7 separate regions of the Mus musculus genome follow, and regions 1, 2, 3, 4, 6 and 7 are each linked to region 5. The links are chromatin contacts, called in public HiCAR-type, HiChIP or PLAC-seq and promoter capture Hi-C maps. All regions are on one chromosome and are shown on one strand. The core of a region is the stretch at or near the end of the contact, and the rest is flanking DNA. Distances in the headings are between cores, read along the strand shown.

Region 1 (3,761 bases), core at 573-3,072, 1.8 Mb before region 5:
GGCCCAAGGAGTGGTGCTGTTGGGAGGTGTGTCCTTGTTGGAGGAAGTTGTCACTATCTATGGGCATGGGCTTTGAGAGAGCCTCTTCCTAGCTGCCTGGAAGCAATCTTCTCCTGTTTGCCTTTAGAATGAGACATAGAACTCTCAGCTCCTCCAGCACCATGCCTGCCTGAATGCTGCCATGCCTCCTACCATGATGATAATGGCCTGAACCTCTGAACCAGTAAGCCAGCCCCAATTAAACGTTGTCCTTTATAAGACTTGCCTTGGTCATGATGTCTCTTTACAGCAATGGAAACCCTAGCTAAGACACCTACCTCTCTCATCTTGGGCCATCCTTCAAACCAAGCTTACCTGGGCTCCTCTGGGTGGATTTGATTTTCTTCCTTTTAAACCACAGGAATGGAAGGCCAGCTACCTAGAGAGGTACCAAGTTCTAACTGTGGGTCACAGTTCAAACAGATCTCCCTACTTCAGCATCTCAGTTGCTGAGATTAGCAGAGATGTGTCACCACATGAGAAATGGCTCTCTCTTAATAACAGCCTTGAAAATGTATTCGCAAAACAATAGCCAAAGCCATAGCTGTGGGCATGTCTGTGGAGGAAGGTCTAGATTCCTTATTGACGAAGAAAGACCCAGCCCATTGTGAACAGCTCTGTTGGGTCTCAGGCAATCCATATATCCAGTTTGAGCTCATTTCTGGATATTTGCACAGCCTGAGACCTTGCATCCCAGCCTTTTGTTGATGAGGGATGGTGTAGTCTCTTCTGCAGCTACTTCTTGGCTGGTGAGGACCATCCTGGTAGTCCAGGAAGCTGGAATGCAAGGCAAAAGTGGGGAGGGCCTGGGAGCTAGCAGCATCTGGACGTACGCATGGCCTGAGACCTGACAGACACATGGTCTGGGCCTCTTGGGCTGTTTAAGAAGAAAGAGCACAAAGAGGCAAGGGTCCATCGTGTATCTCTGCTCTAGACTAGGGATGGGATCTGACCAGCTGCCCTTAACCTCTCTCGATGGTAGTCTCTAACCCGTCACCGAAAGCCAAATAAACCCTTCCTGAACTATGCCGCTTTGGGTGGTGATATTTTTTCACAGCAACAGAAACGGAACTAGAAAGCTAGAAAAAAAAAAGACCATCTTTATTAATTTTGTGAATTTAAGCAATATCTTTGCCTACACTTGCCTAGAGATCTAAATAAAATCGTTAAGCAGTTCCTGTTCCAACCCCTACCACAGGGAAGTATTCTCCTTACTGGGTCCCCACCTCAAGCATTGCCTGCCCATGGGCCACTCAGGCTTCCTGGTCACGGAGACCCTCAGTGTTGGTCAGCTCACAGTCCCCATACCCGGATGCACGCTGGGCATATCTGCTATGTTTGAGGTGAGACTTTGAAAGTCGTTGTAAAGTCCCACCCCTCCTTCTTATAACCTATTTTAGAAACAGGGGCATTTTAGATATAATCAAATTCGGGTGAAGTTATATTTGATTATTTGCAACAACTACTGTACTAACAAACAGAGAAGCATAGATCTGCCCAGGGACAATGCCGCATGGAGACCGACATAGGACAACTGCGGTGAAGGGTCTTCTAGTGAACCTCCCTGGAGCCTTCAGAGTGCTCTATGAACACCTTGACTTTGGATTTGCATCCACTAGAAACAAGAAATAATTCATTTCTGAAAATAATACGATCTCTAAGCCTCTCAGTTTGTAGCACTTCAGCGAAGCTGCCCCAAATGAGCATCCCTGCTCCTGTACACCAATGCAGGGTGCTTGGCACACCAGCTGGGCTTGTTGAGCAGGTCACTCACAGACCCACTGGGGCCTTGGGACAGGCAGTCATCCTGTCGCGCTTTTCGGACGCCCCACGAGGACATTCCGAGTAAGCTACGCCTTCCCTGTCAGTTGTGTCCCCCTTTATCATTGTGCCCAGGTTTCTCCCTGTGTTTTCAAGGGCACAGCGCGGACTTCCTGATATAGCTGCAAACGCCAAGTGTCATTCAGGCTTTCTGCCAGCAGAGGGCGGACGAGCTGCGGGCTGGCTGCTGCTGCTGTGGATATACTACGTGGGGCTTCGGGCCAGGACACCACCGCGTTAAGACAAGGGATGCTGTCCCAGCCCGGAGGCCAGGGCCTCTGGCTGTGCTCTGCTCTTTCCGTGAACCCTGAAAATTAAGTCCAGTAGAGCATTCTAGAGTCGCCCAAGACACATTCAACTCTGATCGTCCTATGCGCCCGGTGGTCACACTGCTGAGCAGTTCTTGACCACACCCCAGATCTTCCGCACAGGCCACTCCAAGCGTGGGTGTAGGTACTGCCGGAATCCATGACCTGGAGAGAAGGGTGGGCCGTGTCCTCCCAGGACAAGCCTCTCTGGCGACACTCCGTCACCCTGCTGAGTTTGGGTTCCCTCTCATCTCATGCTCCCGCAGTATGGAGAAGCCTCTTCCATAGTCAGTAACAAATCTGTAGGGCGAAGGCCTTTGCCACCAGAGTGGTGCTTCCCTTGGGATCTCTGTGAATGACTATCACCTTGGTACAAACAACTTCATGTTCCAGCCAAAATAAATGGGGGTGGGGAGGGATGTCAAGCCAAACTAACAGCCACCTGAAACCCCATCTTTACTCCATCAGTAATAGTACTGACATTTTGCTATGCGTGCCCCACATTCTCCTGTCACTTGCACGTGTGGGTGTCTGCTCTCGACACTGTAATTTGCTTTTCCAACAAAGGGCACTGAAGGGACACTTGAGAGTCCCAAAAAGAGCTGTTGGGGTAGCTTATATGGCAAAGGTGCTTGCCGCCAAGCCTGGTCCTCGTTCCATCCCTGGAATCCATGTGGAACCCCTGGAACAGACTCTGACCTGCTCACTTGAGACATGGCATATGGGTACATATGCAGAAACACAACCACACAACCACACACACACACACTAATGAAATTAAAAAAAAAAAAAAAGAGCTGTCCACTCTGAAAGGAAAGGGAGTAGGCTGGCTGGCAGGCCAGGGACTGTCCCTGTGAGCCTGTCACCCTGAGTCATCTGAGGGCTTGTCCCTAAAGTAGGGCTTTTTTTTTTTTTTTTTTAGGAAAATCCAATTCCTATCCCTGCCTGGTCCCTCTGCAGCTCCTGGGTGTCTTTATCTGGTATGAATTTAAATCTGAAAAGATGTAAAAGAACTCTGTATTGACACACAGAGAACTCCACACCTCTTTTTCCTCACGCTGGCAGAGAGCCGTGGAGGGGTGGGAGGGTGACTGCCTCCCCCAGACAACATTCAGTGATGCCTGGCTGGAGACATTTTAGTTGTCACGACTGGGGAAATGCCATGGCTGCTGGCGGGTAGAACAGAACCCACTCCCCTAGCCCCCCAAAAAGAGAATTGGTCACTCCAAATGTTGACAGTCTCGAATTGAGAAATATTATTCCAGGTATTCCTAGACACTCCCTTAGGGCCCAAGAGACCTTAAACCTTGATCTAACTCGGTACCGCCAGGTAACAATGGCCTTGACCCAGAACCCCCAGGCCTTGTCCCTTGGCCCAGGACATAAAGAGTTGGTGATGAAGGCAGGCAAAAGGTTGCAAGGCAGGTCTGCCAGGCAGTGTGTGGGTGTCGGGGTGACTGTCACTGGGGTTGGCTTCCTGTTTCATCCTCTTTATTGCGCATGGATTCAGGCCAGTTCCTAAGGTACTGCAGGAAGATGGATCTCATCCCAGGAGTCTTTTCTTCCCAGGTGCTCTACGCAGCACAGCACCAG
Region 2 (3,920 bases), core at 135-2,634, 1.8 Mb before region 5:
GCAGACGAGTCACAGATGTGGTGATGGTTTTGACGACTGTGCACTCATTCACCCAAGGGGAAAATCCAAGCAACCCTTCAGATCTGGGCAGAAGGCGAAAGATGGAGCCTATCTGACACTCTCCTACTAGCTTTGTCATGGAAAGAGGCACATTATGAAGGGTGGACAGAGAACAGCCAACAATGTGATGGTCACCTTGGCCCTATGCATTCTGCCAACCACCTGAACGAACCTGAAGGGAATCTGCAACTCAGAAGCTGAGTCCTGAGGCCCAGACTACCCTGCAGTGCCTGCTGAGCCCACAGAGAGCCTACATCTCTGCTGTCACAGGTGTGGTGTGTGGTCACCTCTCATGCAGCAACACACAAGCTCATGGAAAGCTAAGGTCTGTGTTAACTACTGTTTGTAGAACGAGGTGACACCAGCTTAGGAAGAGTTTGTAAACAAGACAGGAGATATGAATTTAGTCTCCACCTTTACCAAGAAACTCAGAAAACCTTGACATAAATGTGCATTTGCAACAGCCCAGCGTGTGAGGAGATGGCTCAGTGACTAAGGGCACTTGCAGGGCAGCATTTACAGCCACTCTGCTTCACTGCTGCCTGTAAGTCTAGCTCCAGGGGCTCTGAGGCCCCCTTCTGGCCATTGGAGGCATATACATATGTGCACATACATATGTGATTATAGTTAAAATAACAGCTGAAGATGGGGTGACCTGTGACTTATTTCTATCCAAAAGCAGACCACTAAAAGGAATGCATACACAAATGAGCACTAGCTCAGAGCCTGGAGAAAACTCTATTAAGTCCAGATACTTGTTCCATGGCTGCTGCTTGTCTTCATCCTATGATAGCTACTTTTGTGTGAGGCAGGAAAGTCACTGAAGCCTTCTGAGTCAATGCTGTCCCACTGTGGACCGGATACAAGGGTTGAGGCCAGTGCAGGACTATCACACTTTGGCACCTTTGCCCTGTGTCTAATCTCACGTCAACTTGTGGTAGAACCAGTTTTGAGATTACTTTCCATTTTGCAGATGGAAAAACAAAGACAGACAGAAGTCAAGTGGCATAATTAAAGTTAAGTGGTTTAATTCTCTAATCCACAGAGCTCCTTAAAAAAAAAAATCCACAGAAAGTAGATACTGTATCAAAGTCATGAAAATCATGTTTGCAGGGAAAGGAGACTAAACGGTCACTCAACGCGTGATAGACCTGCGGCCTTATGGAAAATTAGAAAAACATCAAGTTATGATCTGATTGGCAGGTGTTGAGGCAGCTGTAAGAGTCAGCTTAGTAAGCAGGAGCCACACCCCACACTCCTGCCAGTGCATTTAACTGCTGCCCGCACCTGCTGTGGGCAGCCATCCCTGGCACACACAGAAACACATCTGCTTGTATTCACAGCCCATGCTGTCCCCTCCTATAATGACGCTGGGATAGGCCACATGGCCAGTGTTGACCAACCGGCTCAGGAAAATGGACTCCAGCAAACACTTGCTTGAGCTTGCAACAGGGTTTATCTTGGATCCTGGATTTTACCTTCTGTAGCAAGGACACCCAAGAAACCCCACAGAAAGGTCCCAGACTCCAACTGGGTCCCCAGTAAAGACTCTGCTGACATCAGCCACCCCAGAGGCCTCCTGACGACACAGCCATGTGACATAGTGGTTCTGCTAACTGAAGTCTGAGTTTGGAGCTCTGCTATACAGGACAAGATGATAGAGGCACTTTATTCCCATTCTTTGACTCACTAAACCTAGGAATCCATCTCATGGAAACAGTCACACACCACAGATGTGTAGGAGCTAAATGGGAGGGACAGCCCAGCTAGTGTTACAGTACCAGGGGTTAGTAAAAGATTTACACACAGCAATGTACATGGAGAGTAACAGAGCCTCAGACACACTGGGTACCACGGTCAAAGACTCAGATAGAGTCAGCCTAGTCCGAGATCACGTGCCCTGTCCGAGGCAGGTGGTAAGCAGCAGGCAAGGCCGGCTCCATGGGTTAAGGGATCTCACAGCAGGCTGACTTGCTGCACCACTAAGTCACAGGTCAGTGGTGGTGACAACAGGACCACCCGCTGCTGCTACCCTGGCAACAGTGGTCTCCATGGATATTGGTCTAAATTCACAGACCAATGAACAACTTGAAGAATGAACAACTTTATTTACAACTAATTAGAGCTGTAAGAAAATGTTTTCTGTGGACATAAATGTCCCAGCGCTATGAGGCAGCAGGTGGGCAGAAATATACAAAGACTGTGCTATTTATCTTCCACTCATTATCTCTCTACCTGCCACCTTACAACACAGCCTCCACTCGGTCCCCTGCCTGCCCGAATTCATTTTTGTGCTGTGTGTGCATGCACAGGTGCACACGGTGTCAGAGTCTTCCCCAGCTTAACTTTGAGATGAGGCCTTTCTTATTGAATGTGGGGCTCACATACTTGGCTAGGCTGGCTATCTAGCAAACTAAAAATTCTCCTGTCTAGGCTACCATGGCACTGGAGCTGTGGGAATATCCACAAACCAGCTTTTACGTGGGTGCTGGAGATTTCAATTCATGATTGTGCAGAAAGCCCCACAGCCTCTCAAATTCATTCCTAGGAGAGACTGCAGGTCTGAGGGAACGAGAGGCTCCCGTGGCTCCTGTACAGCAGGACACAGAGACAGAACACCAGAGAGTCAGAGGCCCACCCCAAAGAAATTAATTAAATCATTATTTTTTCCATGTTGTTATATTTTTAGAGTCCAAAGGTAGTGTGGTGTGGTCCTCACAGACTCATGGGTTTGAAGGCTTGGCCCATAGGGAGTGCCACTATCAGGAAGTGTGGTCTTGTTGGAGGAAGCATGCTACTGTGGGGGCAGGCTATGAGGTCTCCTATGGAAACGTTACAGATGGTCTGGCACACAGTGGATCAAGATGTAGAACTCTCAGCTCCTTCTCCAGCCCCATGTCTGCCTGCATGTTGCGATGTTTCCTGCCATGATAATGATAATGGACTCAACCTCTCAAAGTGTAAACCAGCCCCGATGCAATGTTGTCTTTTATAAGATTTGCTGTGATCATGGTGTCTCTTCTCAGCAGTAAAACCCTGACTAAGACAAGCAGGAGACAGGCCCCAAATCACTCACCACCATAGAAAGCTAGCTGCTTCTAACACCCAGGAGGCTTCTGGACCCTCCTGCAGTCTGAAAATCTTTACTTAGAAGTAGCTTTGAGACTCTCTCTTGAAAAAAAAAATTACAGACCGTCTTGCTTTATGTAACTGTTACCTGAAATACATCTAAAATATTACACATCACATTCGCATACACCCAATGCTAAAGATTCTGAGATTCTTCCCTTTTTATAGCCCATAATACTCATCAAAACCAAGCTTGGGCTTTATGTGTCTCTCCACTCCTGGGGATCATAAAACTCACAGCTGGTGTGGTGGTGCATGCCTTTAACCAAGAACTTGGGGAGACAGAGGCCTCTGTGAGTTTGAGGCCAACCTGGTTGACATGGAGTTTCAGGTCAGCTGGGGGTACATAGTGAGACCCAGTCTCAAAAAATTTTATGTATTTCAACATCTAAGTATGACACAGCTACCACTCTCTACGGGATCCCAGAATAACCACTGCCACAAAACATCTTCACAATCTTTCCTGTATATGAAAAAATGCTCATATGATGGCTTAATTTGACAGGACCTACCTGCATTTGGGTGAATGCCAAAATGCAATCTGCCAGGTTCCTACCTGATGCTGGTGTGTGCTACCTATTCGAATACACACCCTGATGCTGGTGTGTGCCATGTTGATTGTGAACTCCCTGGGGCTGGCCAGGTTTAAGACTCAGCCTTGGGTTTCTGTTGTCCCTGATACTCTCATGCCCCTGCATTGGGAAGACAGAGGCAGGTAGATCCCATTGCTA
Region 3 (3,783 bases), core at 340-2,839, 1.7 Mb before region 5:
TTAAAAAAGCAAAAGCTACAAAAGAAAAACTCTTCTGGGACGAGATGACATATAAGATTCGGGTGCCTGTGACAGAGCCCGTGACCCCGAGTTCACAAGCAAGCCCTGTATCATGAACCTTTGAGCAGGTGCTTTGCCAATACCAGCCAGTGAGGCACACTCCATCCACGTTAAGGCTCCTTGAGAGGAAACACTTATCCCACACCTTTACAGAGAAGATAATTTGGCAAATCGCTAGGTAGACATTTTCTACTGCAGACCAAACAGAGTTAAACAGATACAATGTAAATGCAGCTTTCAATTGTAGTTAAATAATTTTATGCAAATCTTCCTTCATAAAAACTGGAATGTTACTCATAAATTTCTGTAATTCTCTGCATGACCTACAAATTTCTTCCCCATCCTCCCTTAAAACTCCACCTCCTTGCTGAAGAAAGCGACAAGAGGGGGTGTTAGCGAGCCCCGTTCGCGCACGCTGCAGAGGCATCAAAACCACTTCTGTTATTCAACAGGCTGACAGAGGAAGCATCAAGAGGGAAATATAACAATGGCAGCGCCCTCGTGCTCACACGTCATCAGAAGCTCGGCGCTGACTAGACCTTGGTGCAACAGAAGAGCAATAAAAAGATATAATTTTTATATTACTGCTATACCCTCTTGGAACTTTTATATGTAAATGACACAGAAACGCTCCTGCCCTGCAGATCCTTGTGGTCTCTGTATGTAGAGCTATCTTAAAGCATACTAATAAAGGAAGTTCGGTAGCGCTCTAAGCAGTCAGCCTTGGTGACACTCCCCAGAGGACAGTTAGTCAGCAGGGCACCAGCTCCCTCTTCGGTAAGTACCAAAGTCAGATCTGAGAGGCCTGCATGCACAGGCAAAGCTGTCCTGCATCTCCTCCCAGGGAGGCACCTTCAAGCTACACTGCTTCTATTCATCTTGCTGGAGGGCTGGCAGCGAGGGCTCTGTGGAGGCTGTAGGCCTTGCCTCACAGCACCCATTATGGCCTCTCTTTCCCAGTGGACAGAAGGGCAAAGTTCCTGCTTCATAACCTGATATGCTGAGGTTCTGCTATTGCATTGGGTTTTCTCTGTTTAATGCCACCCAGAATACTGAATATTTATCAACACAACACAGCTGATGTGAGCTCACTGTTATCAACAAGGGTCCATTTAGTTTTAAAAGTCCCTGTATCAAACATCATGACAACCTGCAGTATTCTCTTTTTAATTTTTAAAGTCATTTCAAGGCAAGGTCTCTGCACACTTTACCACTGCAACCTCACACCCCTCACTGTCCCAAGGACAAATCTCAGTCTAACTCAAGTGACTGGTCAGTGGATGAAATACCACAAACAGCAACAGGAACTTCATCTGACTTTTCTCTGAATTATTACAACTCAACAATAAGCCTGATTTCTTATGTGGTTGCAGTAATAGAGAAGGAGAGCACATGGCAAACTATATGAAGACAGTGTCCAGGAGTCACTGTAAAACGTTACACACAAACACTAAGTAGAAGCTTTCTCAAGTCTATGCATTGCAGGAACCTCCCTGAGAATACTCACTTTAAAATTTATGAGTCACTACATCAGAATTTCTTTGGCTCTGTGGTATGGTGTTCAATTCAGCACATGTCAGCCCAGGATAAGTTCAGTCAACACTGGGACACGATACTGATTTAGAGAACTGGGAATAAGCTAGCATATTGTACTCCCTTGCTTAATTAAATAAGTGGGTTTTCAAAAAGCAAATGAACTTGCAAATACTCCCAGCCACAGCTCTCGATACAATTAGCTGCTGGAGGAGAGATCAGCCCTGATGGTGAGCTGCCCCACACGGCACACATTCGGGCATCCCTTGCTTAAGCACGCCACATGAGGACACGGGATAAACAGAGTTAGGAACAGAGAAGATATTTCAATCAATGCAACAGGCACAGGCCTCATTTCAGGGTTTTAATAGGACACAGCTAATGATGTCTCACTGTGACTTCCCAGGGGCGCAAGGCACGGGTTAAAACACCGGATCACAACTCTTCAGAACTCTCAGTGATCTTCAGCTGCACGAAGACCTTCCTGCCTTCCATCCTCCCGCAACCCCCGACGGAAACAAAGAAACACAGAGAAACACACACACGCGCACACTCAAACAATTCAACACACACAAACAGAGATACAAACACATGCACCCCATATACACACAGAAACAAAGAAATACACAGAGAAACACGCACCCTACACACTCAGACAACTCACAACACACACTAAGAAACACACTCTCAAACAATTCAACACACATACACACACACACACACAGACGCAGACCCATGCATACACAGACACCACACGCATACCTTCAACTAGACCCTAACTTTAAGGACACCGACTCTTATGCTAAGCACGGGACAGAGACAAGATGGATTCCAATGTTCAAGAGCAAATGAAAACGAACGTATTAACACCACACAACATAACCCAGCACATGCAAACAGTTCTAAATATTTACCACAAAAGCTCTCCTGAAACTACTGACCCAGCTGTTACACTTTATGAATGAATTCTCAGCCTGACTACCAAGCATCACCTCAGGGGGTCAAAGACCCAGCCTCCTCATTAGCTTCTTAGCCTACTTGAAAAGTACAATAAAGTCACTTCACACCTTCCCAGCTTATTTTGGTACTGTAACTTCAAGCATTGATGCAAATGTACCTTGAAGTTGATATCTAAGTTGAGCTAATAATTGGCACACAAAGTAAGAATGCTCAGTGACTTAGATTCCCACGACTTCCCAGGTTCTCAGCACAAAGCCGAATCGCAAGCAGCCTGCCCAGGCTCCCCCTGCTCATTTGTCTAGATGGCAATTGAGTTTTTAAAAGCTTAGAGTTCCGGTCTCAATATGAGACATGAAGGATGTCAGAAAGACAGAGCAAATCCTCAGACCTGAGGTCTGAAAACCACCCTCCTTTCAGCTTTCGCATTCAAAACTTTACCTCTTTATCCTACAGGACAATATATACATCGCTCCGCCAACTGATGTGTGAGGTTGGCCGGAGAAAATACTCATCATGGATGCGAAAAGTCACAGACTCCAATGGATGACAGGGACATACCCCAAAGCCAAGGGAACTACACAGAAAAATGTGGGTCAGACTCCACGCCATGCAGATAGCCAAGAGCTCCTCTGGGAACAACTTGCCCCCGACTCATTTGCAGCTCTACTCAAGCAATGATTGCATTGTGGGCAATTCTCGTTTTAAGGGGACATCTCTGGGATAATGAGCTAAGCTGACACTTTACACAGGCAGAATTCAGTCTTAAGCATACCATTAAAAACGTTGTAACACTTATATTTCCTCAAAATAAGAGACATAAAAGTAGGATGGGCATCTTGCTTTGGGAAGAAAGGGGGATTTGGCGGGAGAGGGATAAGGCAAGTTAATGAGGGCGATTATGATCAAATATATAATGGATAAAACTGTAAAAGAATAAATAAAATGTAAGAATCAGCACATAAAGTAACAGCTAGTCTTAAAGGTTTTGACGTGAAAACTGTGTGTGCGTGCGTGCGTGTGTGCGTGCATGAATATATGTGTGTGTGTGTGTGTGTGTGTGTGTGTGTGAGAGAGAGAGGGGGGGGGGAGACGTGTGCATACCTGTTTGTGTGCAGTGTATGTGCAGATGCAACCGCACAGAGAGGCCTACGGTCACCTCATGTGTCTTCCTCCATTACTGTTTATTTATTGAGACAGTATGTCTTACTCACCCTGAAGCTGACCAATGGT
Region 4 (4,043 bases), core at 970-3,469, 1.7 Mb before region 5:
CATCAAGTGTACTATCCCACCCAGGACAAAAGGACCGAGGGATGAGCCTAGGGGACACCAGGCACTGTCAACACCATGGAGTGACAGTCAGTACCAAGTAAAGCCATGGAGAGCTTGAATGTGTGGGAAGACATCTGCTTGAAAACGCCAGACAAACGCATGCTCCTTTTCTGACCTGGACATCATGGAGCCAGGAGTGAGGAATCAACATGAACTCCGTGGCCTCCCTCAGGGATCAAACTATGTGGTCTCTCAGGGTGACTCCAGTCTGAAGACCTAACGACTTTATACAAGATTTTGTTATGTGCTCAAAATTTGCTGGTAAGTACCACAGGAATGTCACCCAGTCACAAGGAAGGATCCTCTTCGTAACTGCTGTTACATGTAAGCTTGTATTTCTTTGGTAGGACACACTGGCTTTAAAAACTATAGAGAGCCAGGTGGGTGAGTAACCTCATGTAACCTTTTTATAGTGGGAGGGATGTGTGTGTCCTGAGACTCACCTCTTTCCTGTGGCATTGGTGACTGGCTCAAGGCAGGATGGGAACTGGATTCTGACTGGCTTCCAGGTGGTTGCGGAGGCATCTGGCTACCTGTAGAACACAGGGAAAGGGAGGGTATGTGCTCTGCATTAATATTGTAACCACAAGAACCAAGCGCTTACAGAAGGTACAGAGAAGAGAGCTAAAAAAGTGTTCCATTCTTCCCTGTAAAATGAAGATAAAATAAAGATATTTACCAAAACACCTGCTTTTAGAACAAAACAAAACCAAACTAAAAAAGCAAACCTGCTGCTGATTGGGCTATCAAGCTCACGGAGCTATCAACCAACAGCTGCAGCCCACACATCCTTCACCACAGCCACAAACCTAGACTGGCCAGCAGAGCTGAGCCTCTCGACTCTGAACTCATACCTACTGGACAGAAATGAAAAAGTCTGGCACCCGCCCGTTCGTTCGTTCATTCATTCATATCTAATCAATACAGCAACATCAATTGCGAATAAGCAGAGTTCAGCCTAAACTCAGAAGGCTCCACCAAGGAGCACAAAGCATAAGGTACATTAGCACATAAGAGAGGGAGTATTGCTGCAAGTCCTGATTTTTGTTGCTGGTACAGCGATAGCATCTATTTAATTCCCAGTTGTTTAATATTTACTCAATTTTTCACATACAATGTAAGTTTCTTGAGATGATAATCATATATTTTCATTCCTTGAATGCTTCCCTTAGCATGAAGAATATATAATAACTCATAATCTAAGAATACAAAATAAGGGAAAAGACACTTATTTTATCTTTAAAAGAGACATGAATCATGCGGAGGCTTGAGGCATACTTCTGAAATTAAGAATCATCCAAGGTACCTGGCAATATTAACTCACTTCTGGGCCCAGAGGTTCAGACACATTTCTAAGGCTAAAGACATGGAGGAATTAAAAAGTATTGGATTTAACACCACCCTCAAGGCCCAAACCCTTGCAGCAGCCTGCACAGCACAGTGTGAGGGCATTGCTACTTTATGCTCTACCTTCTCCCTTGGTTACAATGAATATAAGAAAGACACCTCAAATACACACAGCTTCCTTACATCCCTCTGCCTGGGAGTCACATGGTCATGAGAGCTGCACAGGACAGCAAAAGGCGTGCAGAAGACTCCGCCTCGGTTGGCAGGCGACAGCTGGGAAGGCATGGCTGGGAGGGTGTTGGTGGTTAGGCACCCCAGTTTGAGAGATAATATAAAACTTGGTATATATTTCTGAGTGTTCACCTGTCACACTCAGGGGACACTGAGCAATGAAGAGCCCCTGCATGTGCTCATAACTAGCACAGAGGCCTTGCAAAGCACAGCACACTCCAGCGGGCTCCATCTTGGGCATCTGTAGTCACCTAATATTAATACCAAAGAATTAACTGCACAGTATAAACGTTTAACATTCTGGTCTAAAACAACTTCAAGGGCAAACACTGGACACTGACATGGCTATAGAGCTACGAAAACTGCCTTGAAGCCACTGTGGGTTACATGTTTCCTATGAAACGAAACACCCCATGGCCCCAATCTCCATTTAGAAATTTAAAGCACTCTGCAGCCAAACCCTGACTCTTAAAGTGTCACTGGGGAACGAGCTGGCCCAAGACAGCAAGTGCTTACATCATAACGATCGCTTGCTTCTTCGCAGCAGGCTGGACTCACACGCTCACACAGAGAAAACAAACAGCACTTCTATGTCAACACAGGGCAGCATGGCCTCACTGTGCAGGCAGTCTGAGGCACAGCTCTCCCATCTAATGCACCGAGCAAGGATGAACAGGATACAAGAGACCCGTCCCACCCTGCACAAAGCACTGGCATGGTCAAGCACTGCTGTGGGCTGACTGGTGCAAGGCGAAGCGTGATGTACCTGCCAAGCAAGAAAGGAGCGCTCGCACCATGTTCACCCTGTTACCAAAACAGACAGCTGTTTAAGGCTGAAGAAAAGTAAGTGCAAGTTACCCCGACTCCCCCACTTCCATTCATGCTCTCTCTCTCTTAGCCAGTCCCGTAACTCTTACGTAACTGTAATTACTAAGGCATCACATGCCGTGAGCACGCAGGCATAACTACCGTTAGGGCAGATGAGCCAGAAAAACATGCGTGTGAGACGTAACACAGGAGAACTCACTGCATCCACAGTCGGAAAACCAGAATCTTTGGATGAAATTAATTAGGTAAATACCTTAAATTCTGTGCGGGTTTACATATGCTGATTTTAAATCAACCCTTTCAGAGTTTGGTAATCATTTCAAAGGAGGACATGGCCACACAACATAAAGGAGTTAACCGAAGGGGGAACTCTAACCTCCATAATTCACTGTTAACCATAATTCAAACCAAGAGGGTGCCTCCTTTGTTAAGCCCCATGGTTTACCTTCATCTGTGTCTATAATGAGATAAGCAGAATGGAAAAATACGCTGGCCAGCCCGGTGGTGAATAAGAAGGCACCCCAGCACTTACACTAGTCACTTGTTAACAGCGTGTAAACATTTCTGTGTACAGGGTGTACCAATCTAGAGTGGCGTGGCAGGGAGCAGCCACCGTTTCTACTTTGCTTATGAAGCACTCGAGAGAGGCTACAAAACCCCTGGTCCTGTGCCTCCTTGCACAGAGGCTTGTTACATAACTGCAGCATACGCGTGGTTTCTCAGTACATGTCCTGTTTGTAGGCTGGTCCCATGTTGCTTTTAGCCTTTGTCCCCTTTGTGTCCTGCAGCCTTCTTAAGACCCCCAGTCTTTCCTGATGCCCTGTAATCTTGACACTCTGGAAGAGTACTAATGAGTTACTTTGTACAATGTTCCCCAATCTGATCTGGGCAACACATTTTATTGCTGAAAAAGAGGACATGCGTGGGAACTAGCATACCCGTCTCTGCTCATCCTATCATGGGGCTGGAACACCCACCCCCACATTCCATTTCTGGTGTTCATGTTGATTACATCATCTGGCTGGTGTTCACTTTTGGGGTACTCATTTCACTTGAGGTTGATCCAAGTCCCATGTCTCCTGCAACTTTCACCTGCTAATGTCAGCATCTATTAGAAAGTCCTGCCTGTGAGGTTCACCATAAGGGTGGCTGCTAATGGTGACTTTCCATCTCCCCCTTTGACGCCCATGTGTGTTAATGGATTTCAATTTGAGGAAAGCTACATCCTTGTATGGTCCCCACATCTTGCCTCTAAGGAACACTGCAAGCAAGGTGACTGATTGCTCCTCCTGCAGAGTTGCCTTATGTAGTAAGAGGGAATGGATCTGTGGTATGTTACAACCTGCAGTGGACTGGCATCAAAGGGAGATGTCTCCGTATGCCTGGCTTTGAAGGGCAGACTCAGCTGATGGTGTGAACTGACTTAAGGAATGTGAAGGAATGCTTCAGAGCTTGAGGGCTTCACTCCTTAGTAAGTGATTTGTAAAGCTGGCATGTGTGTGTAAGTCAGGTAGACACAGGTGTCTTCCTTGACTGCGCTCCACCTACACCCTGAGACAGTCTCTCACTGAGTCACT
Region 5 (4,307 bases), core at 153-2,652:
CAAGTGAAATCAGACGGAAAAAAGTAAAAATCTTCCCACTTATGAAAAATATTTTAAAAGTTTTCATTTCTTTCTTGTGTTCTCAGACATCACAGGAAGACAGAACCTATTTGTCTTCTCTTGGTACTTGGATTTTAACCCTCAAATAGCCTTTCTCCATTGGATTCCCTGCCTGATGAGTAAGCCTTCCGTTTCCACTCTGAAGTGTGGGAAAGTGGCTGAACCGCCCCAAGTCTCACTTTCACCACTACGTAATAATAAAATCTACCCGAATCTGTATGGTAACAATTAGTGAGCGAATAATTCCAAACCACTCAGTTGTGAGACCTGGCACACATTTCTTTTAGTTGAGCTTTTTAAAAGAGCAACCCCTTTATGGTTCACTCTGAGAGCAGTGGAGAGACCACAATGCTTGCAGCATGAATGAGCTTTTAGAAAAAGCTTCAAAGGCTAAAAGAGTGGTCCTGATGCTGACCTTGCTGGCATTGCTTAAAAACAGCAGCCACCGCGCATGCACTAGACTACAGCTGGAATCTGTGAACTTCCAGCTTTACGAAATTCGTGGCCTCGCAGGGCTTTCTTGATCCTGTTTTAATCGGAAGTTAGCAATATGTGTCCTGTTTCGCAAGACTACACCTGAGAGATTTAAAAGGGAATATGAAATAGTAACAAGTGGTATCAAAAACACTTCTCGAAGTTTAAAGTGCTTAGCTCAAGAGACAAAATTACAGCATATTTAAAGACCCAGAATGGCTTTCATTCACCATTCTAAAATTAGGCAGCCCTTGGAATTCTTTCAAACAACTCCGGCCAGAAAATGGACATTGTTCAATGACAAGAAAAGAGAAATTATCTAGAGACACAGTTTAGTTGGTTACGGTTAGCTTTTTGCTTTACTTGAGTCAGTTGGTCTCTTGCTATTGGTTAAAGCTGGGGTGCTGTTAACGGGCTGGCATTCAGCCATTTGCTCTAAAGTCTAAGTCTTAAACTCGGTTTTCAGCAGGCTTACCTTAAATAAGCCTATAGTTCTCTATGGAACTAAGTTCTGAAAGAAGTAATGGACGCGAAGAAATAAAAAGTATCTAGCCTACGGGGGTGGGGCGGTAACCAGTCTACAAACAGCAAGCAACCAATCACCATCTTTCCTGCTACAAATCAAAAGTCAAGCCTTTGGAATGTCAAAGGCCTGCGGAGCCTCCCAGAGGTTACAAAGACCACGCCTCCTAGCCTCCGCCCCCTCTCCTCTCCCAACCTGCACCGCTTTCGGCCTGACGCGTCCTGAGCTCCCAGTACATACAGACTTCCTGTCAGTTTCGTCATTTCCGGCAGGTTTCTCCATCCAACCAGGTGGCCTCAGAGGCGGGCAGTCTTCTCCAAGGTCCCACCCCCTGCGCGCCGTGCACCTTTCCAGCCGCTGCGCGTGGCTGTGTATGTGGGTCTCTCATGGCTGCCTCGGGGAAGCTCGGCACTTTCCGCCTTCCCCCGTTGCCCACCATTCGGGAGATCATTAAGTTGTTCGGACTGCGAGCGGTGAAACAGCTTTCCCAGAATTTCCTCCTGGACTTGAGGCTGACAGGTGGCTGAGTCGTCAGTTCGCCCGGGTCTCCGTGGTGGGCGCGGCCGGGTGATGGAGCGGGTTGGGGCGGGCGGCTGTCAGTCAAGCGCTGCTCCTCCGGTCCTCGCGGGCTAGGGCGACGACTGGTCGACCGCTTTGCGGGCGGGAGATGTTTCCCGCGCGCTTTATGATGCGCCAACCTGCCTCTCGTTAGCCCGGCTCAGTAAAGCGCGTCTGTAAGCTCAGCACTCGAGGAGCAGAGGCAGGAGGATTGCCGCCAGTTAGAAACAGATGGACTCTTTCAAAAACGAAACCAAGAGAGTAAATAGGATAAACGTTCACTTAAGTCTAGGGATCCCTCTAGGGACTGGAGATTCGCTCTGTAAAGTCATACTAACCAAACGGCGCCTACAGCTACCTTGTGCCAATGCTGGGACCACCGTCCCAACAACAGCCCTGAGTTTGCAGTTAATAAGTTGACATTCTCCGGCTTCTTTAAAAATTACTTTTATGCGATTAAACTTATATAGGGTGAAGGTCACCAGTTTGACACCCATGTTTTGATGAGTTTTCACAGGTGTTTGTTGGTTTACTTACCACCCATGTCATAGTAATGCTCTCCTCTTGAGAATAAGATCCATCTGTTGCAAATAAAGGTGCTAGCTGACTGTTGGAGTACTTAGCATGTTAACCCCCTCAAGTTAAAAGGGTAAGTGTGTCATACACACACTCCGTCCCCAAAATCAATTTTGATTGCATGGACCACAAAGCATAAGTTACTTTTATTTCTTGTTTTTGGAGCCTTTATTCGACCCGTAGAATTTGGGTAAAACAGTTAACTCCACTTAAGTTTTCTCATCTCTTATTTGATAGAAAGGCCTACAAGGACCTTAGGATGCCTACTTTTAGATTCTTTGGTTCTAGCATCCTCTCCCAGTCATGCTAAATATAAGCACATGCTAAATATAAGCACCATTCTCTGCTGAAATGCAGTCTCCTATGTCTAAGGCTGGCCTCAAGCTCACTACATGGCAGGTGTTATTGAGTGTCTGGCCCTCCTGCCTTCTCCCAAGAACCGAAATGAAAAGCATATGCCACCATGCTCAGTTACTGATTGCTGACTGTGTAACCCAGGGCTTCACACATGCTAGGCAAGCACTCTTATCAGTTAATTGAATTACATCACCAGCCATTCAATTTGTTATCTATGTTCTCATGTGTGTCCCTGGAGTAAGTTCCAGATTCTTAGGTTCTCTATTCAGTCTTTGTGAGGGTGGGGGGTGGGGTGGGGGGAGGGGGAACCAGAGTGAAAGCAAATAAAGGTGCTTGTCCTAGAGAACTCAGGTGGAGCAGGGTTGAACCAGACTTAGGGGGTTGACACCTCGTCTATGTCTGGTTGCACTTAAGCGTTCCTGCAAAGTTTAAGAATGAAACCACTGCCCCACCTGTTGCTGCTTTCCATTTTCAAACTGAGTTCAGAATTCCCTGGTTTAATAAATGACTCTGATGCCCTCCGAGAGACCAGTTGGTAACTGGTAACCAAACAATGATTTGGTTTTAGAATCCCCACCTTGGTTCGAGGTCCTCTCCAGCCATTTGCTTTTCTTTATGACATTGTACAAATTAAACAATAGACAAGGACAGCGTGCAGTTCAGATAAATTATATTAGAGTGGTAGCTGCAGGAATTAGGTTAGGGCATGTACGTACCAAGACGCAAAGCTGGCTAGGGCTGCTGATTTCCTCACTGTAGCTGTACAATACTGTTTGGAAATACGTAAGCAACATTTTGCCTTTAAGTTTACCTAGATAGATAATAACCATCAACTGGGACTGTACAGTGACAAGAAGTGCTAGTATGTATTTAGTAACAAAATTTCCACCATCCAAGGAGGTGTGGGTTTTAATATCTTGCAGTTAATAAAAGCAGTCCATTGTGTTTTTTCCAGAGCGATGGTTAGTTACAGTGGCTACCTTTATGTGTGTGATTTCTTAGGTTCTGCCAACTTAAACTAACTGAACAGTTAGTAATTCCATCTTAACATGAGCATTTGCAAAGCTTAAAATTTCTGGTAGTAAATCAAACTTTTTTTTCTGGAAATGATGAAGAATTCAAATTTCAGAGTCTAGTGATGTGGGGACTTATCATGGTTGCCGTTCTGACCTCAAAATAACCAGAGGTGACATGGGGACTTTGTGCGTTCTCCTCTTTGATCCATGCCTGTGAGGATGGCAGAGTACAGGTGCAAGGAGTCCTGCACCTGCAAGGGCTGTAACGAAGGGCTGCATGGTCAGCCAGCAGGGCTTGGGCTGGTTGGTGAGGTAGTTAAGGAAATTGTCGGGATAATCCTCTTCAGGTAAGGAACTGGTGCAGTACAGTGGTATACGATATTGATAACTAGTATGTATTGGTTTCGAGTGAGAGCTAAAAATCAAGAGCGGCCATTGAGAATTCTTCCGAAGTTTACTGTGATAATAAAAGTAACTAAAACTTCTTTTTTGGTTTCTTTTAAACTTAGACAAGATTGTAAGGAAAGCTGGCAGTCTAGCAGATGTTTATGTTTATGAAGTGGGTCCTGGGCCCGGGGGAATCACAAGATCCATCCTGAATGCCAACGTTGCTGAGCTTCTGGTGGTTGAAAAGGACACTCGCTTTATCCCAGGGTTACAGGTGAGATGCTTAAAACGGGTCTTCTTTTCAACAGGCACAAACCAGGTGAAGTCTTGGACCATGATTCTAAAGTCCCCATGTT
Region 6 (4,226 bases), core at 1,158-3,657, 1.9 Mb before region 5:
TGTCCCTGTGCCCAGATATGTTCTAGAGGACAGGAGTGTGCTGATAAATCCGGTGAGTTCTCTCTGGAATATCTGTAGTATTTTACATTTAGCTGTTTATAACACATCATGTAATGGGCTACAAAGCGCATTGCTGATGCAGGGGTTTTAAAACCTAGCTCGGCTTGAAGGACTGAGAGCGGTCTGCAGTAGGATGGTGTTGCTAGACTCTGAAGAAATTGAAAAGGAGGTTCCATTGCTGGCCAGAAGAGTCCAGGTGGAGTGACTGAAGACGGCAGCATGGTGGCAACTGTGGACGGTCTGGATACATGCTGCTGCTCCTGATTCCCGACTTCTGTGTCCTAAGAGATGTAACCAAAAGCACGAAGGTATCATCCTGACTCAACTATAACATTACATTTCATTTTTAATAGATAATTTGAATTAGGTCTCCACCTGAAAGGAGTAACGAGCCACCTAAGATGGAAGGCCGGTAGGCACTATCTGGCAACATCTTTCTGTGTGCGTCCTTGAGTAGTCCTCCATCTGCTCAGGGCCCTGAACATTTCCCTGTGTCCATGCTTGCCTTCTTAGTGGGAGACTTACTATAAATAAAAAGCTGCTTTGTTTGGGGTATTCTTTATTTTACAATATTGTCATTTTTCACTCTCCAAATTGATTTAGTTGTGACTGAGGGGAAAGGCTGAAGAGATATCTGCCATAAGGATTGTGTTTCTGAAGAGGCTCAGTCTCTAGAAAGAAAATGACTGTGGACAGAAGCCGCAGTCCAGCAAAGAGTCTTTATGTCCTTGAATCTCACACTCGAGAGCACTCATCCTGGAAAACAGCTTGACTGGTCAGAAGAGTCATTCCAGAAAGGAGGTGGGGACAGCTGTCAGGCTAAACCTCTCAAGTGGGAAGTGGAACAAAGAAGCAGGACCATGTGGGCCATTTTACACGGCCCCTCTAAATGCTGCCCACCATTCAGTGAAGATGGGGGGGTGGGGCAGGTACTTTTCCTTTTAAATTCCAGCTTTTGACAGCTTGCTGCCATAAATCTGATTGTCAGTGTGGAGGGAATTTAACTGTGTTAAACCATGTGTCATGGTGGCTGTTTCCTCCAGGCAGCCCTTCTGGCTTGAAACCATGGAATACCATCAGCAAATTACAAGGCTAAGGGTTCTGCTGACAATTTCCCAGCTTCTCTGCTGGGACCTGCTTTCCTGGCTGCAGTCCAGCAGTGGAGGAAAGAGCTCCTCTTCAAGTCTATAAAATACTTTTTTTCTGCCAGGGCTCAACATCCTAAAATTGAGAAATTACAAACGATAAAAGGGCTCCCTGACCCGGGGCCCCTCATTTGGGAGAGCTGAGTGTTCATCACGTGGGCAGAGTTGATTAGTGGAGAGAAAATGCCATCATGTGTACTGGGGCTTTTGTAGTTTATTAGAGTTTTCATAAAAGTGCAACATTTACATCTCAGAATTTGAAATTAGTTCACAAGACTGTCCTGAAACCCACAGACGAGATAAGATACACTCATGCCAGGTTTGCCAGGGAACTTTATTTCACTATTTCAGTAAGAATCTAATGTAACCATCGGCTAAATGTTAAAATGTCATTTCAAAGATACCTTCATTTTATAGAGGGTTAAGGGCCATCTTTTTCCATAAGAAATTGGAGGGCTTAGGGAAAGATTATTGTTTTGATTTGTGTGGTGTATGTATATATATATTTGTTTATGTGAATGTGTGTGAGAGACCGTGGAATTTCTGTTACCATGTGGACTATGTGCCCACAGAGGCTATCCAGTGTCTCTGAAGTTGGAGCTAAAGACAACTGTGAGCCACGTGATGTGGGGTCCTGAGAAACCAATCAGGATCCTCTACAGGGCGCTAGGCGCTCTTAACCACTGAGCCATTTTGCTGTTTAATTTGCATGCAATCCCAGGCTTTCCTTTGGCCTGAGAAAGAAGGGGCGTGCTCTTCCGGTGTAGACCAGATTGCCCCTCCTTCCTGCTGCCTTTCACGGGTATGCACCATGGTTAGGATACAGATAAAAATCCTTCCTTAACAAACGGTTCTCCTGCTGGATACACCGAACCAAGAGCCCATTTCTCCAGCCAAACTGCCTCTTGACAGACAGCACAGCCCTCCTTGTTGTGGTTCAAGATTTTAGCCTCATTTTTATCTGGAGTTGCCAGAACCAATCTTCTTGCTATGTACCCTAAGAACAGCAAACAAATACTTCAAGGGTTCTGGGTTGGGCTTTATATAGCAATAGTAAAGAATATGGGTTTGTAAAACAAACTACAGTATGTCCTTGCTGGAAATGGAAGCGCTTTATAAAGCCATGGTGCAGGCTTGCAGGTGTAGGAGCAAGAAGACCCAGTCTGTGCGCTAAGCCCATGCAGCACAGTTAGGGAACTGCGCAGCCGCAGTGGGAGGGAGGGCCGCGTCTGTACTGCCTAGCAACGGCCGCCGTTGTGGCCTCAACTGTCTTCCTCACCCTGTTCACTTCCTCCACCTGAGTGCGCAGCCATGGCCTGGGCTACAAGCATCTTGAGAGCCAGCAGAAGAGTGAGTACAACCAGGGTAGATTTCAAGGGCTTTGGCATAGCTCTATGGCCCAGTCAGGTGCAACGTGTCCCTCCCAACCGGGCCTGGTGGAGCCTCACGCCCACGTCCTCCATGGCGACCGTGAAGGGTGAACTTATCCAGCACATCAGCTCCGAAGAGCCCGTTCTCCACAACAAGGTCTCCATTGTAGGAACTGGATCAGTCGGCATGGCCTGTGCCATCGGCATCATAGCGAAAGGCTTGACTGACGAGCTCGCCCTTGTTGATAATAATGAAGAAAAAATGAAGGGTGAGACGATGGATCTTCAGCACGGCAGTGTCTTCATGAAAATGCCAAATATTGTTTGCAGCAAGGATTTCCGTGTCACTGCCAACTCTGAGGTAGTGATTATCACAGCGGGTGCACGCCAAGAGAAAAATGAGACACGCCTGAATTTAGTCCAGCGAAACGTAACCATCTTTAAGGCAATGGTTGCGGAAATTATCAAGCACAGCCCTCGCTGCAAAATTATTGTTGTCTCCAATCCAGTGGATATCTTAACTTTCGTAACCTGGAAGTTGAGTGGGTTTCCCAAAAACCGTATTATTGGAAGCGGCTGTAACCTAGATACAGCTCGCTTCCGTTACATGCTCGGGCAGAGGCTTGGGATCCACTCTGAAAGCTGCCACGGGTGGGTCCTTGGAGAGCATGGAGATTCAAGTGTCCCTGTGTGGAGTGGTGTGAACATCGCCGGCGTGCCGCTGAGAGAGCTGAATTCAGCTATAGGAACAAGCAAAGACCCCGAGAAATGGGGCGATGTCCACAAAGAAGTCATTGCCAGTGCCTATAATATTATCAAAATGAAAGGTTATACTTCCTGGGCCATTGGCCTGTCTGTAACTGATATTGCAGAGAGTATCCTGAAGAATCTCAGGAAGACGCATCCAGTTACCACCAAAATCCAAGGTCTCTACGGAATCAAAGAGGAGGTGTTCCTCAGCGTGCCTTGTATCCTGGGAGAGAGTGGCATATCTGATATCATAAAGGTAAAGCTGAGCCCTACAGAGGAGGCCCAGATGGTAAAGAGCGCAGAGACTATTTGGAAAATCCAGAAAGATATTAAGTTTTAAGTCACCCTTCTAAAGATACCGAAGACAGAAAACGCAGTGCACGGCCAAGTGTGGGGTGAAGCGGGGGTTCCGAAAGCTGGAGGGTCTCTTGTTTAGGTCTCCTGTTGTGTAGCATCCAGAGGCTGGGTGACTTTGCTTTTTCACAGTTTCTGGGTGCCGGCATTAAAGGTATTCTTGGTGTTAGAAGTACTGGTTTTTGCCTGTTGGTGTGACATGAAGGAAACGGCTAACTTTCATAAGTGTGTGTACTGTCCTAATCCATCTGGGTGGCTCACATGCATATCCGCTCACATGCCATTTTAGAAAGTAACTCCTACATTTAAAAGTAAAAATATGTACACAGGTTTTTATGTGATACATTTTGAGACTGCCTTCATTGTCTCGGACAGACTGCCAGCTGAACTATCAAGACATTGATAAAGGGAACAGGAAGGAAGAAGGATAGGGCTTACTGTTCTTGCAAGGGTCCAGGTTAAGTTCCCAGAGCCCACATGGTACAACACATACGTGCAGCCAACACACTTAAAAATCTTTTTTTTAAGACATCATGAAATGGAGACT
Region 7 (3,845 bases), core at 48-2,547, 1.8 Mb before region 5:
AGCCGCTCAGTGCTCACCTGGGCTCGAGATGGCCTGGCCTTCTATTTCCTCAGTTCAAGTAATCGCTGTTTGAAAAATCTTAGCTACTTCTTATGGTCTAGTCTACAGTAAAGGACGAGAGCCACACAGAGGACTTAGGGGAAGTTCCTATGACTTTACAGTGGGTTGCTGTCCCTTCAGCTGGCACAGAGCCTGCAGTCACCAACCCTCCGTAGGAGTGAAATGCCCATAGCAGCTCCTGATGCAACCTATACTTCCTATCTTTGGCTGAGCAATGCAGCTAGCTTTATCTAGACCCTGTTAACGTTTTAGACATCAATTGACGCATATGTACTCATTGTTGATACCAACAGACATACTTGGGAGAAGGTTTGGTTTCTTTGTAAGGTTAGAATCAGACCACAGAGGGCAATCAGTGTAGTTATTGAGGGAACAGAGCTGAATTTCTGGAGAACCCACTAGAGAGCCATCTGCACACCCCTGAGCTGGAGGACATGCTAAATACAACTGTAAAGGACAAGAGGAAACTGAGGCAGCTATCTGCACTCATTCCCTGTCAAGATGACAGAACCCTGAGGCATCATAAACAGGACCTGCTCCAGATGCTGCCACGGCAAGTGTGGGCTCAGCCAGGCAGGATTCAGGGAGCACAGTGTACCCGAAAGAAGGAAACGAAAACCAGCCTGAAACAGGCCCTGCAGATCGCCCACTACAGAAACGATAACTGCATATATTCATGTATTACTATGTTTTAGAAAATAATTAGTTTTAATTACAGCAGGGAGAGAATGAGCAGGCTCTGGTGAGTTAGCTGGCAAGCTCCATGGTGCTAATTTGTTAATATCGTTAGCATCACTGCAGGTTGAGACCATAGGTCCTGCCAAAAAAGCCTACCCTGCCTGCCATGTGCCCTGGAGTTTGCATCGGCACACTCAGTTCCGTGCTCTGAAAGCCTGAGTTGCCACAGGCACACTAGCTGGGTTTGCAGAGCCCGTTTGCAGCTCAGTCAGTCCTTAAAGGCATCGCGACACACACAGAACATAATTGAGATGTTTTTCTTTTTTTTTTTTCCAAATTACTTTCAATACTTAGACTTTAAGAACTGGAACAAAAAGCTTTTTCAAGTGATGCAGCTGCAGAGAAAAATCTATTGGGATCAGCTAAAAATGTGTTATTTCTGTGAATGTGTGAAACCTCAAAAAAAAAAAAAAAAAAGGCAGCTGAGCGATGTTACAGTGGAGACAGCCTTGCTCTGAGCAGTGGCTGACATGCGGCTCCCCTGCAGGCCCCAACGAGGAAGGAATTAGCCCAGATGGGAGAAGAGGAAGAAAGAAAGCAGCACAGGGCAAGAAGGGCCTGGGCATGAACGGCTGTGCATTCTTGCTCTTCTGCAGTTGCTCAGAGCAATGACAGGCTGCACAGTTTGGAGAGAGGGACAGTCATAGCACGTGGCTTCTATCAAATCCTGCTCCTCCAGAGGTGACAGTGGACTGGTCTGCCAGTATTTGTAAGCTATGTCTGGATATTATTTTGGCAGTAGGAACAGTAATATGTTTTATGCATTTCACACATTAATGTACACAAAAGTAATTTTAAGCAGAAAGAGCTAAGCCAATTGTATTACAATAATCAGCAGTAATTAACACTGACTCCATATTAGACTCAGATGAACATAAGCATATGTGACATTTGAAAGTTCCCAAGTTTCTTCATTCTCTATTATGTACGTTAACCTGGGCATCCTAGCTATGTAGCTTCACGTGCACGGCCCTATCGTGGGAGATGGGAATGGCCTGACATGAAGCACAACGCACTGTCTTTCCTACGGTGGCTTTTCTTTTTCTTGAAACGCTTAGCTTTGACTTAACCAAAATTTCAAAAGAACCACTGTACAGAGCCTCCAGGGCAGCGGCCTCTCAGGGACACGATGTTTTCTTTCTCCTTCTTCAGGAGAGAGACCACATCATGGTCAGGGTGCTTTATATCAAGGAACTGCTATTTCTACAATTCCCAGAGATCCAGGGTGTGAAGTTCGGACAGGCATGACCAGGGACAGCAAGGGCTGTAATGAGCGAGATAATATGTAAACACACTAAGCACAGCCTCTTGTTCCACCATTGGAATTTAAGAGCTAAAATGACTTCTTAAAGCACCAGGGGTCAAGGTCCTAAGGTAGCTAGACTAGAGGTATTCCCGAGGACACAGGGGACACAGGACTTGAGTGAAGCTTCCTCTCAGTGTCTCTCTCTGTTCGTTACAAAGTTGCAACCATTCCCAGAAGGCAGGGAAACACAATGTTCTGTTCCCTTCTTGGTAACATCCCATATTGTAGAGATATTTTGTCTTTTGAAACACAAGAAAGGCCTACATTGTTCATGAATTGGTCATTACTATTTTTTGAAACAAGCTGGCTCTCTCTGCAGCCTAGGCTATCTTAGAGCAAACTATGTTGTCCAGGCTAGCCTCAACTCACTGTGATCCTCTTGATCCAGCATGGCAAGCATCACCTACATGCAGATTTGGTATGTGGCAGATATGTAACCACACATACTGAGTAGTGAACACAGCACATACAGCAGCTGCATGAAGATCTTCAGGGAAACATTCTTCCTCACACTCTGACAAGAAGACCCTTCCTCTCACCACAGCCTTCTGTGGGAGTGCCCGTGAACATGAGGACACAACTCTGTCATGTGCACAGGTGGCAGTCTCTGAGCAGACTCTGAGCTGGCCCTGGAGCCTGGCCTACTCCGGGACGGGGGGGGGGGGTGGGGGGGGTGGGGGAAGTCCCTCCTCCAGCCAGGATGAGAGCAAGCAAGGCACGCCTGTGAAAGTCACCTGAGGAGTTGTTACTAATGCAGCATTCAGACAGGAGCTGCAGCTGTAACAGGCACTCCAGACCCTGAAGCAGGCAGGTTTCGGGTGTTCTAAGGTAATACAACTGACTTCCTTTGTTCGTAAAGGGATGTCAGAGCTGGCGCTCAGTGTCCAGATAGGAAAGCGATGGCGCAGTTCACTTTTGGGATTAGAATCTGGCTAAGTCTGCCAGTGGGGCATTCCGCTATCCCACAGGGAAGTCCAGAGAAAGACTGCTCTCTACAGAGTGACTTCTAGAGAGGGGAACTAGAGCTCCAGGTGGTAGGCTTTGTTGCCTTTGGAATGCATACGTGCGCTCGAAAGAGATGCCCCGTGTGCAGATAAGCACCCAGAAGGACTGCTATAGACGGAACACACAGAAATGGTCCTATCTCAGGTCAGGCCTGGCGGATGGCTGGGCTGACTGGTCTACCTACGACTTGTACTTGTTAACGGTGCACTCGCTGTATTGATTCTAGTTTTTAAATCCAACTTGCTAAAAACAAACTTCAATCCCACACGTGAAGAGACCATCAAAACCCATGGAAGCCAACTGCTCCATCAGAGGGCAAGTCCCCGCTGCTTCCCACCCCACATCCACTGGTGCTTTCAGGAAGAAACAGCTGCCACCCTTACACACACACACACACACACACACACACACACACACACACACACACACACACACACACACCCATCCTGTTTAAGTAGTTACTCGCTCGCTGAGGCCAGTGACAATGTCATTACTACACAGGAGGATTTCTTCTGGTGGGTGCTGTTCACCTTGTACAACACTACTGTTTGGCCCAGTGAAAGGAATGCTGGGATGCTAGGGATGTATAGAGGTTGCTAATGGAATCTCAGAAATCGCTGCTGCTTGTGTGCCTGCATCTCTGCTGCTGCCTTCCTCTGTAGGGTACCCTGATGGAGGAGTGAATGCCTTGCTGCTCCCTGTGGGACTTGCTGCTCCATGGTCTCAAGCCATGGAG

What was found. Promoter capture Hi-C pulls out the DNA fragments that hold promoters and counts their contacts. HiCAR-type assays count read pairs that join an accessible place to other places. HiChIP or PLAC-seq counts read pairs in DNA pulled down with a chosen protein or histone mark.
Region 1: a contact with region 5 is called in a promoter capture Hi-C map of hippocampal neurons, with 10 times the contacts expected there. The contact joins the enhancer-like site here to the promoter of Tfb1m in region 5. A contact is called at or near these places in 13 of 39 promoter capture datasets (the 3T3-L1 cell line, 3T3-L1-derived adipocytes, the C10 cell line and 7 more), 22 of 484 Hi-C or Micro-C datasets (the 3T3-L1 cell line, the Ba/F3 cell line, the C10 cell line and 16 more), 5 of 115 datasets of contacts at active chromatin or transcription factors (astrocytes, cardiomyocytes, fibro-adipogenic progenitors and 2 more) and 3 of 9 other capture datasets (adipose tissue, embryonic stem cells and liver).
Region 2: a HiCAR-type map of astrocytes shows a contact between it and region 5, with 6 times the contacts expected there. The contact joins the enhancer-like site here to the promoter of Tfb1m in region 5. A contact is called at or near these places in 6 of 39 promoter capture datasets (3T3-L1-derived adipocytes, the C10 cell line, hippocampal neurons and 2 more), 1 of 484 Hi-C or Micro-C datasets (myocytes), 3 of 115 datasets of contacts at active chromatin or transcription factors (astrocytes, large pre-B cells and pro-B cells) and 2 of 9 other capture datasets (adipose tissue and macrophages).
Region 3: a contact with region 5 is called in a FOXA1 HiChIP or PLAC-seq map of pancreatic cancer cells. The contact joins the enhancer-like site here to the promoter of Tfb1m in region 5. A contact is called at or near these places in 4 of 39 promoter capture datasets (the C10 cell line, embryonic stem cells, hippocampal neurons and 1 more) and 3 of 115 datasets of contacts at active chromatin or transcription factors (embryonic stem cells, pancreatic cancer cells and pro-B cells).
Region 4: a contact with region 5 is called in a promoter capture Hi-C map of liver, with 6 times the contacts expected there. The contact joins the enhancer-like site here to the promoter of Tfb1m in region 5. A contact is called at or near these places in 4 of 39 promoter capture datasets (embryonic stem cells, hippocampal neurons, liver and 1 more) and 3 of 115 datasets of contacts at active chromatin or transcription factors (embryonic forebrain, large pre-B cells and pro-B cells).
Region 6: a contact with region 5 is called in a promoter capture Hi-C map of embryonic stem cells, with 4 times the contacts expected there. The contact joins the promoter of Ldhal6b here to the promoter of Tfb1m in region 5. A contact is called at or near these places in 13 of 39 promoter capture datasets (the 3T3-L1 cell line, 3T3-L1-derived adipocytes, the C10 cell line and 7 more), 16 of 484 Hi-C or Micro-C datasets (the 3T3-L1 cell line, the C10 cell line, Th1 cells and 11 more), 5 of 115 datasets of contacts at active chromatin or transcription factors (acute myeloid leukemia, fibro-adipogenic progenitors, large pre-B cells and 2 more) and 1 of 9 other capture datasets (embryonic stem cells).
Region 7: a contact with region 5 is called in a promoter capture Hi-C map of hippocampal neurons, with 4 times the contacts expected there. The contact joins the enhancer-like site here to the promoter of Tfb1m in region 5. A contact is called at or near these places in 10 of 39 promoter capture datasets (the 3T3-L1 cell line, the C10 cell line, frontonasal cranial neural crest and 5 more), 4 of 484 Hi-C or Micro-C datasets (the C10 cell line, the HPC-7 cell line, cortical neurons and 1 more), 2 of 115 datasets of contacts at active chromatin or transcription factors (astrocytes and large pre-B cells) and 2 of 9 other capture datasets (adipose tissue and macrophages).

What each region holds. Positions count from the first base shown.
Region 1 is chr17:5,395,887-5,399,647 of GRCm38.p6, reverse strand. No RefSeq gene overlaps it. Among named protein-coding and RNA genes, the nearest start is that of Gm29050, 14 kb to the left of the region's middle. Within about 2 kb of position 1,822, at least 39 of the 459 cell types and tissues checked have an H3K27ac peak or open chromatin away from gene starts, as enhancers often do. A contact at or near this core is called in the Ba/F3 cell line, cerebral cortex, hippocampal neurons and 1 more, where this site is marked.
Region 2 is chr17:5,328,300-5,332,219 of GRCm38.p6, reverse strand. All of the region lies in intron 15 of Arid1b (AT rich interactive domain 1B (SWI-like)), which reads right to left. Among named protein-coding and RNA genes, the nearest start is that of Gm29050, 81 kb to the left of the region's middle. Within about 2 kb of position 1,384, at least 24 of the 459 cell types and tissues checked have an H3K27ac peak or open chromatin away from gene starts, as enhancers often do.
Region 3 is chr17:5,235,792-5,239,574 of GRCm38.p6, reverse strand. All of the region lies in intron 4 of Arid1b (AT rich interactive domain 1B (SWI-like)), which reads right to left. Among named protein-coding and RNA genes, the nearest start is that of Gm34854, 13 kb to the right of the region's middle. Within about 2 kb of position 1,589, at least 155 of the 459 cell types and tissues checked have an H3K27ac peak or open chromatin away from gene starts, as enhancers often do. A contact at or near this core is called in pancreatic cancer cells, pre-B cells and pro-B cells, where this site is marked.
Region 4 is chr17:5,260,582-5,264,624 of GRCm38.p6, reverse strand. Arid1b (AT rich interactive domain 1B (SWI-like)) reads right to left here. Exons shown (of 20, transcript NM_001085355.1): 6 at 504-593. Among named protein-coding and RNA genes, the nearest start is that of Gm34854, 38 kb to the right of the region's middle. Within about 2 kb of position 2,219, at least 66 of the 459 cell types and tissues checked have an H3K27ac peak or open chromatin away from gene starts, as enhancers often do. A contact at or near this core is called in hippocampal neurons and liver, where this site is marked.
Region 5 is chr17:3,554,850-3,559,156 of GRCm38.p6, reverse strand. It overlaps Tfb1m (transcription factor B1, mitochondrial), which reads left to right and starts at 1,402. Exons shown (of 7, transcript NM_146074.3): 1 at 1,402-1,576; 2 at 4,074-4,225. The coding sequence starts at 1,444. It overlaps 1700102H20Rik (RIKEN cDNA 1700102H20 gene), which reads right to left and starts at 1,333. Exons shown (of 2, transcript NR_045303.1): 1 at 1,253-1,333.
Region 6 is chr17:5,416,948-5,421,173 of GRCm38.p6, reverse strand. Ldhal6b (lactate dehydrogenase A-like 6B) reads left to right here and starts at 2,407. Exons shown (of 1, transcript NM_175349.2): 1 at 2,407-3,851. The coding sequence starts at 2,517. The coding sequence ends at 3,665. The region is part of intron 3 of Tmem242 (transmembrane protein 242); the gene reads left to right. It overlaps Gm29050 (a long non-coding RNA gene), which reads right to left. Exons shown (of 3, transcript XR_003952361.1): 3 at 1,522-4,226.
Region 7 is chr17:5,307,608-5,311,452 of GRCm38.p6, reverse strand. All of the region lies in intron 9 of Arid1b (AT rich interactive domain 1B (SWI-like)), which reads right to left. Among named protein-coding and RNA genes, the nearest start is that of Gm34854, 85 kb to the right of the region's middle. Within about 2 kb of position 1,297, at least 72 of the 459 cell types and tissues checked have an H3K27ac peak or open chromatin away from gene starts, as enhancers often do. A contact at or near this core is called in the HPC-7 cell line, adipose tissue, cortical neurons and 2 more, where this site is marked.